3 separate regions of the Hordeum vulgare genome follow, and regions 2 and 3 are each linked to region 1. Evidence: chromatin contacts called from public Hi-C data. All regions are on one chromosome and are shown on one strand. Each heading gives the region's core, a stretch centred on a gene start, on an enhancer-like site or on the middle of the called end of the contact. The rest is flanking DNA. Distances are from core to core; before and after follow the strand shown.

Region 1 (2,974 bases), core at 133-2,632:
ATGCATTTCTGCAAGCAAGTCGAGAACGAGAGGGCGTGGCAATGGCGAGAGGAGGAGTGTCGGACCTTGGCCTTGGGGATGACCTTGACGGCGACGTCCTGGCCCTTGTGCTCGCCCTTCTTGGCCTTGGCGGCGCAGGTGTAGCCGAAGTGGCCGCGGCCGACCTCCTCGCCGAGCTCGTACTTGGCGAAGAAGTGCTTGGAGAAGCCGAAGCCCTTGTCGAGGCCCAGCTCCGGCTCGCCGCCCTCGGGGATGGACGCCTCGTTGGGCTTGACGGAGCCGTGCCGCCGCGCCAGGAGCGCGCGGATGTGCTTGGCCGGCGACGGCGGCGGGAAGGGCCGCTTGAACCCGCCGCGCGCGGGGGTGGACGCGACGCTCGAGTTGGCCGGCGAGCCGCCCTTGTAGCTCGACGCCGGGAGCGGGCTCGGCAGGTAGAAGGGGAACTTGGGCTGCTTGGGCGTGCCCGGCTTCGCCGCGGGTGCCTGCGCCGGCGAGGCGGCGGCAGCGGCGGCGGTGGCATCGCGGGCGCCGGAGGAGGCCGCGCGCGGGTCCTCCTCCGCCTCGGCCTCCGGGATTCGCGAGGGCTTCCCGTGACAGAGACCCATGGAGCCCGCGGATCAAGAACCGAGCTCAGCGGCCCCCGAATCGACGCAAATTCCGCAGAAAATCACGCGGAATTGCCCCCCGGGAACGGCGTCAGAGAGCCTCCCCGACTTCAAGAACCCGAGAAAGCATCCCAAATCCCTGTCCCGCCAACAAAGCAACCTCTCTCCACAGGACGACGAACCTGCCCCCAAAATTGGATCCCAATCACGGCAGAGACCAGGCCGCCAGAATCCCTTCCTTGCGGCGAGCCCCGCCGCAGCGAAATGCCGCCGGAGGAAGAAAGAACGACAGGAGCCTGGGCTTGGCTTGGCTTGAAGGAGGGACGAATGGATCAGAGGAGCAAGAACATATTCCGAGATTCTTGAAGTGACCAAACAATCGGCAAAAGCCGGGGGCTTTGAGCGAAAGGGTTGGATCAGAGCGAGGAAATGGAGGACCGGGGGGGGGCACCACCACTGCCTGCCTGCTCTCTCTGCTGGGAAGGAGGGGAGGGGAGAGGAGAGGAAGGAAAAGGAACACCCAGCTGGTGAGTGAATCCTGTGTTGAATTGGGAGGGGGGAGGTCTGCCTCTGCCTGCTTGGTTGCTTTCTTTTGGAGGAGCTCTTTTCCTTTTCAGCTTCTTCTTTTTTCCTCTTTTCTTTTGTAGCTGTAGCCCATCTCCACACACACCATCGCCATGTATGTGCCGTGCTGTGCTTTGGTGAAGGAGGGGGAGGGCAATGGGGACCTGGGAGGGGTGTGGGGGTGGCACAGCACAACATGGGTGGCTGGAGAGGCCAACTATTTTCTTTCTTTTTCTCCCCTGTTTCTGTTGCCATCTACTCCTTGTTTGCTGGTCACCACTCATCAGGGCAAGGCAAAGGAACAACTGTACTGACAAAACTTCCACGGGATACATGCAACTTATTCGGCACCATCGTCTACTTGGAGCCTCCTTGGGCCTCAAGGGGTCTGCCCCAGAATGATCCTGCCCTCAAACAGAGAATTTTTATCAAAGATTCAAACTTCAAACCCGCAAACGCTGCGTATTCGGTCAGTGATATTACAATTAAATACTACTCCCTCTGTCCCAAAATAACTGTCTCAACTTTATACTAGCTCTAGTATAAATTTATACTAAGCTTAAGGCACTTATTTTGGGACGGAGGGAGTACTACCTACTCTTTCCGTTCCATAATGCAGTGTAGTGTAAAAAAAAACGTCTTATATTATGGGACGAAGGGAATACTATTGTTCTAGCCTGCATTTTTTTAGTCTGTGGTAAGAGTTTTTTAGTATGTCAACAAAACACAACTTTTGCTAATACCACTTTTATTTATGGAGAAAACATGAGCTAATGGATTGTTCATCATTACTGATCAAATATACATTTTAGCAATTTCCAAGATTTTACTGAAAGGAAGCCTCATGTCTGTGTCACTCTGAATCTGAACTCTGAAGCCACCCTTCTCTTCTGCAATCCAAAAAAGGCCACACCGCACCGCACAGGCTGTCCTTGCGAGAGCCGAGCTGAGCTCCTCCAGTCCAATCCAACCTCCCCAAGGTATTAAACTGGGGAGTAATGGTGGCATCAATGCTGCTTGCTTGGTGCTCCTCTTTCATCCTCTCATTCATATCCCATTACCTAAGCAATGTTGACTTGAGCAGGCCGCCTCTGGATTATATACTTCATTTGCTCTTCAGATCTGAACAAGGCCACCTGTCACTGTCCTACTGTAACCTTGCATCACTTCTTTTTGTTTTCATGATTTTCTACCGGGGGTTTATTGTGTAAATTTATGCCGACTTCACATGCTTTTCCGGCTATTAAATAATTTGCATAATAAATGGCATAAATTTAAACAGAAAAAACCTAAGTGGTTCAGCTATTAGTTTACAAGGTAAGGTCACTTTCACTCATGCACCTTTCGGTCCCCATAACCTATGTGTGTCAAACTTGTAAACCCTTCTCCCCCAACACTCCAGGTCCAGTTTGAAACGCGGAAATTGTTTTCAGTTCCGGCGGAAAAACGACGAATATTCTCAAGAAACCAGATTATCAACGCGCTCCGAGAAGGACCTCGGAGATTTTGTGCGAGAAAATTAAAGCGTGTCGGATTGGATTGCAACGCTTTATGTGTGACCAGTTGGTCAGGGTTTTGGACTCCCTGCGGTGGTGGAGTCTAGAAATGTTGATTTTTCATGGATTAGAGGAACTTTCTGATTGAATTTTTCGAGAGATAACAATCGGTAAGAAATTGCGAGCATCTGATGAGACACTCCACGGGAAGCAACCTATTACCCATGCAGCTGGTTTTCTGTAAAGGGGTAAGATTCAGTGGAGAGATGTCTTTAAGCAATCATTTTCTCCTAATGGGAAAAGGCAGGC
Region 2 (2,974 bases), core at 278-2,777, 250 kb after region 1:
GTAACCAAGTCATCGCGTTGACGTCACTTGACCGATCCGTGGCGGCACGCCCGTTCCCGCACCTCTCAAGTCTCAACGCACGCACGGTTGGTGAGCACTGACTTGGCTGACCAAATGTTTGGTCCTGCTGCTCCAGTCAAACTCACAACAACCATCTTCTCTAAAAAGGACTGTCACCAACCATCTCCAATAGGACGGGTCCGTTGTGCGTTAGGCCCACGCGGCAGTGCCGCAGCAGGTAAAACAAAGGGTTGCTTAAGTTACCATGACTTTAGGTGTAGCTTGGTGGTATTGCAATGCCTTTTTTAACCCTGGCATATATGCCATGCTTACATATGTTAGTTTCGATGGTACTCTCTCCGTTCCTAAATATAAGTCTTTGTAAAGATTTCATTAGTGAACTACATACGGATGTATGTAGACATACTTTAGAGTGTATATTCAATCATTTTGCTCCGTATGTAGACACATAGTGAAATCGCTTAAAAGACTTATATTTAGGAACGGAGGGAGTAGATAATCTTTCCTACGTTGACGGCAAGCATTTTCCTAGCACTTGCTACATATGTAAATGCTTGATTCAAGAAAGCGATGAGCTCGTTTGGGCTACATATGTAAATGCTTGATTCAAGAAAGCGATGAGCTCGTTTGGGCTAATTAGTTACCGAGAATGCACAAAGCCATAATAATGCAAATTCACTAGAAAGAACAGAAGAAAAGTTCGGTTTTCGACTAGTTTTTCGTATTAACTAGTTTTTTTTTAATGACTGACAGAGCTCCTACCAGTTGCTCCAAATAAAAGGGAAGAAAAGTGACTCTTACACCAAGAGTAAGGCTCGAAGTTCCAGCCTTTAGTGAGTTCATCAAATGATGTTTCTCTAGCTGTATTTTTTTCCAAAACAGAAAGAACTTAAGAGACAATGGATGGTACATGGATTGACTATCATCATAGTATTTAAGAAACAACTTACTCTTTCTCTGCACATGCCCTGAAGATAGGGATAAAGCTAGAGTGTGATATTAATCAAGTTTTTGCTTAATTTTTATCTATAGTTTATATTATAGGATTGGAGGGAGTAGTACTCACTTTGACTTTAACATATAAGATTTCACTGAAGTCAAAATTTAGAAAGCTTGGCTAAGTTTACAGAAAACAACATGATACAAACATTTACGATAACAAACTTCAATCTTGGTAAAAAAAAAAATCTACAGGCTTGATCAAAATAGAAATGGAAGGAGCGCCTTATATATGTATATATATATATATATCCCACATTCCCACTCAAGTAGGGGAAAAACCCCTTTTATGTCGATCATACGGGCAGTTCGTTCATGTGCCGACGTACGTACGTTGGAGGTGTGGTTCCTTCGCACGTGTGAAATGCATGTCTTATGTCGCACCGAGCTTTCTTCCACGAAACTGGACCAGGTCCAGCTGCGAGCTCCCCACCAAACACCACCGACTCCCTCCGCTATCTATCTATAACTATAAGTACCACTCCGCGAGCTCCTTCCACTCGACTCCTCAGGACAACTCCATCTTGCAACCAGCCGTCCGTGCTTCCACTGATCCCACAGCTCCACCAACCAATCCATTCAGCTCAAAACGATCCAAGCCAGACGCCAAGAAATGGGCTCGTTGCCGGAGCAGCAGCAGCAGCAGGTCGTCTTCCGCTCCACGCTGCCGGACATCGCCATCCCGGACCACCTCCCGCTCCACGACTACGTCTTCGAGCGCCTGGCCGAGCGCCGCGACCGCGCCTGCCTCATCGACGGCGCCACGGGCGAGACGCTCACTGTCGGCGACGTGCACCGCCTCTCCCGGCGCGTGGCCGCCGGGTTGCATGCCCTCGGCGTCCGCCACGGCAGCACCGTGATGCTGCTCCTCCCCAACTGCGTCGAGTTCGCGCTGGCCTTCCTCGCCGCGTCCCGCCTCGGCGCCGCCACCACCACGGCGAACCCGCTCCACACCCCGCCCGAGATCGCCAAGCAGGCCGCGGCGTCCCGCGCCACCGTCGTGGTGACCGAGCCGGCGTTCGTCGCCAAGGCGCGGGGCCTCGCGGGCGTCACCGTCATCGTCGCCACGGGCGACGGCGCCGAGGGCTGCGCCTCGTTCGCCGACCTGGCCGCCGCCGATGACTCGGCGCTGCACGAGGCGCCCATCGACGTGGCCGGCGACGTGGTGGCGCTGCCCTACTCGTCGGGCACCACGGGGCTCCCCAAGGGCGTCATGCTGTCGCACCGCGGGCTGGTCACCAGCGTCGCGCAGCTCGTCGACGGCGACAACCCCAACCTCCACCTCCGGGAGGACGACGTGGTGCTCTGCGTGCTCCCCATGTTCCACGTCTACTCGCTGCACTCCATCCTGCTCTGCGGGCTGCGCGCCGGCGCCGCCCTCGTCGTCATGAAGCGCTTCGACACGGTCAAGATGATGGAGCTGGTGGAGCGCCACGGCATCACCATCGCGCCGCTCGTGCCGCCCATCGTCGTCGAGATGGCCAAGGGCGACGCCATGGACCGCCACGACCTCTCCTCCGTCCGCATGGTCATCTCCGGCGCCGCGCCCATGGGCAAGGAGCTGCAGGACATCATCCACGCCAAGCTCCCCAATGCCGTGCTCGGACAGGTACATACATATACCTACCCTTTCCTTCCTCGTGCTTTGAGCTTTGACCATGACTTGACGATGTCCATACTTATTTGTTTGACATTTCGTTTGGGCAGGGCTATGGGATGACAGAGGCAGGTCCGGTGCTGTCGATGTGCATGGCGTTCGCCAAGGAGCCGTCGCCGGTGAAGTCAGGCGCATGCGGCACGGTGGTAAGGAACGCGGAGCTCAAGATCGTCGACCCGGAGACCGGGCTGTGCCTCGGGCGCAACCAGCCCGGGGAGATCTGCATCAGGGGAAGGCAGATCATGAAGGGGTACCTCGACAACCCGGAGGCTACGGCGGAGACCGTGGACAAGGACG
Region 3 (2,974 bases), core at 347-2,846, 140 kb after region 1:
CCCCTTCACAGTCTCAGGGTGTTCAGATAGGTACGTGTTCATCAGAACAGCACCTGGCCATACTAACTGTCCAGTAAGATCATAATCAGCTGCACCAAACATTGGAATGTTTGTTAGTGGCGGCAGCATGCTAAGAAAATAACAAACATCTGGCACTCTGTAATATGGGGTGGCATCATGCCTGTACCTAAATCAGCCAGACAAGCTAGTATACTAACCATGAGACTTAAATAAGACCATCTCCATATCCCACTGCACGGATGCAACAGAACTAGAGTGTAGCATGGTCAGATCTATTTTTTTCCAACTAATGGGCACTGGATAGCGCTGTGACCACTTTAAGTGAGAATTCCTTTGCAAGAAAATTTGCGTACATGCCTCTGGCTGTAGAAGTAGATACGAAGGACAGAATGAAGCAGGGTAAGAGTCGCCTCGCCTAGTTACAGCAAATATGAATGTGACCCTTCATTAGTTTGATCATGTGATACATGGGTCTTTTGATGTCCTCATGCACTAGAATGGAGCTGTCTCAGTGGAAGGATCCCCAAACAGACAAGGTAAAAGTGGTCCTAAAGCCACATGATTGTGTAATGAAAACCCGTATTTGCTACATACATAGACAACAAGAAGACAATGCACAAATCACATGCCACAAACTTATTTCCATGTTCGACAGATTTAACATTTTACCAAAGCTCCTGTAACTGCACAGTTAGAAACCAGGCATTTACAATTGGTACAGCTGTTATTACGGTACTAAAACTGTGATCAGCACCTCATCGAGTAAACAAATTACGTGCAGCAATTCTTTGACCAAAATGAAACAACATGCGGTAGAACATAACATGCAGTAGAACATAACAGGGAGCATTATGTGGAGGAACTTAACAGCGAGCATTAGTTAGGGCTACCACGCAAACGGTGCTGGACTGAACAACTTGTCATTGTAGACACGGAAACTAACTAACTTGAGCAGCACAATGTGCTGCTCAAGTTCAACCAACCATCCATCCCCTCTTCTGCTCTAAACCAAGGAACCTCCACGCTTGTCCCTGCTCCTAGTACTAGATTTTTACACAGAAGGAGCTAGTGGCAAGACCCCCGCTTTGCCAGTTCACAAACCCATCAAGCCTATCGAACTGCCCCCTTAGCTAGCGATGAGTGAATTGCAACGTTGGCAAGTAAGGAGCAAAGGGGAGGGGCACCTAACTGCAGGCGGAGCTGAGGCAGAGGAGCTGGAGCTCCTGGGAGCCGTAGGTGAAGGTCTTCATCTCGTAGCTGCCCAAATCCAGCAACAAAATCAACAAAAAAGCTTCCAATTCAGCTCGCCGGCAAAGCCGACGCACCACCGCCGCCGCAGTTCATCATCAGAACAGTAAACCCCGAGAGGGTGAAGAGAGAGCGAACCCCTACTTGCGGTTCATGAAGAAGGACGGATCCAGGCAGACGAAGTCGTCCTCCTCTTCCTCCTCCCGCTCCCTCGCGCCGCCGGCATCCGCCATCACTCAGCTCCTTCCCCCCTCCTCCTCCTCCTCGCCGCCGGCGACCGCAGCTGCAGGTTAGAAGAAATTGGAAGTGGGAGTTCGCGGCGGCTCGCTGGACCGCCCCCGGTCCCCTTGTGGGCTCAAGCCTATGATAACGGGCCTTAACCGGGCCGCGGCAAGCGCCGCGCGGCTGGGCCCGGCCCATGGGCGGGAACATTCTAGGGCAGGCAGGGGCAGGACGGTCATTCCACCGCGCCCGCGATCGCGCCTCCCCTCTTAAAACCCTAAACCCCACCATCCCGGAGGCGTAAAGCGAATAGTGTGGAAGCGTCGAGGTCTCTTGCTTGTTTCCCAAGAAGAAGAAGGAGAAGAGCGGCGTCTGATCTCGGCCATGGCGGCGATTAGGCGTCTGATCCCGTCCTTCAACCGGGTGCTGGTGGAGAAGGTGGTGCAGCCCAAGAAGAGCGCCGGCGGCATCCTCCTCCCCGAGACCTCCAAGCAGGTACGGCCCGCCCTTCTCGCCTCCCCTTTCGTGGGTGCCGCTGCTGGGTAGATGTTGCTTCTTGCTCCTGCGCGTGGATCCCGTCTGGGGGCTCTGCTTAGATCTTGGTCGGTCGACGGCCGTCTAGGTTGCAAATTTGTTTGTCTGGTGGAATTAGTTCAGTTGGGGCGTGTGGCTAGGCCGGCCGCTTCAGATTTGCTTTGTGTGGGTTGCAGATTCTAAGCTAGAATGGTCTACTTTGAGCAATTTGAACTTAATTACAGTAGTAGGGCTGGCATCTGCGCTGATTCCACAAAGAATCGACTTTTACCAATGATGTATTCTTCACATTCGTTGTGCTGCTAGATTCCACAAAGAAGTTGTAGCTGTACAATAGTCCTGTCCCGTAGTGCACTTTAATGATCCCACATTATGTCATTATCCTTGAGAACACGGTTCATCAAATGGTTCATACGGAGTGCCAGTTGTGAACATTAGCGGGTGTCTGTTCCTGTGGGGACTGCTTATGCTTCTGATGTGGTTACTTGTTAGGTAGAGAGATACCTAGTTGTGTGGTCTGCAAATTGTTTTCTTGTTCAGCTGGGGATGTGGCTAGACTGGCTGGCTGATTCAGATTCACCTTGTGTATTGCGGGTTGTTAGCTAGACTGATCTTGTTTAATCAACTGTAGTTAAATTGTGAAGTTGCAGTCAGTTCTGCTTCCATCACGAATTTATTGTTGCCACCAATTTTGCATTTTTCATATTTGCAATGCTACTAGATTGCTAGTTTTACTGTAGTTCTGTCTCATAGTCCTATCAGTCCACTTCAACTGGGCAGTTCATTTCCAGTCACTCCTATTAGTAGTGCAGTTAACTGACTGGTTCATGACTCATTAGTTCAGATTTGACTTGATAATTTGACTGTCTGAATCAGTTCATGACTTGAGAATGTTTTGGTGAACCCAGCTGAACTCTGGTAAGGTGGTGGCTGTTGGCCCTGGCAACCG

The links. A called contact is a pair of places that touch in the nucleus more often than the background predicts.
Region 2: a contact with region 1 is called in a Hi-C map of seedling, with 5 times the contacts expected there. The contact joins the promoter of LOC123425062 here to the promoter of LOC123425067 in region 1. A contact is called at or near these places in 2 of 6 Hi-C or Micro-C datasets (leaf and seedling).
Region 3: a Hi-C map of leaf shows a contact between it and region 1, with 4 times the contacts expected there. The contact joins the promoter of LOC123425065 here to the promoter of LOC123425067 in region 1. A contact is called at or near these places in 3 of 6 Hi-C or Micro-C datasets (leaf and seedling) and 1 of 1 datasets of contacts at active chromatin or transcription factors (embryo).

What each region holds. Positions count from the first base shown.
Region 1 is chr2H:69,107,171-69,110,144 of MorexV3_pseudomolecules_assembly, reverse strand. LOC123425067 (calcium/calmodulin-dependent serine/threonine-protein kinase 1) reads right to left here and starts at 1,382. Exons shown (of 11, transcript XM_045108736.1): 1 at 66-1,382. The coding sequence starts at 605.
Region 2 is chr2H:68,854,290-68,857,263 of MorexV3_pseudomolecules_assembly, reverse strand. LOC123425062 (4-coumarate--CoA ligase 5) reads left to right here and starts at 1,527. Exons shown (of 3, transcript XM_045108730.1): 1 at 1,527-2,629; 2 at 2,728-2,974. The coding sequence starts at 1,634.
Region 3 is chr2H:68,962,910-68,965,883 of MorexV3_pseudomolecules_assembly, reverse strand. LOC123425065 (protein N-lysine methyltransferase METTL21A) reads right to left here and starts at 1,596. Exons shown (of 8, transcript XM_045108734.1): 1 at 1,414-1,596; 2 at 1,211-1,278; 3 at 1-89. The coding sequence starts at 1,502. LOC123425064 (10 kDa chaperonin, mitochondrial-like) reads left to right here and starts at 1,790. Exons shown (of 3, transcript XM_045108733.1): 1 at 1,790-1,986; 2 at 2,934-2,974. The coding sequence starts at 1,876.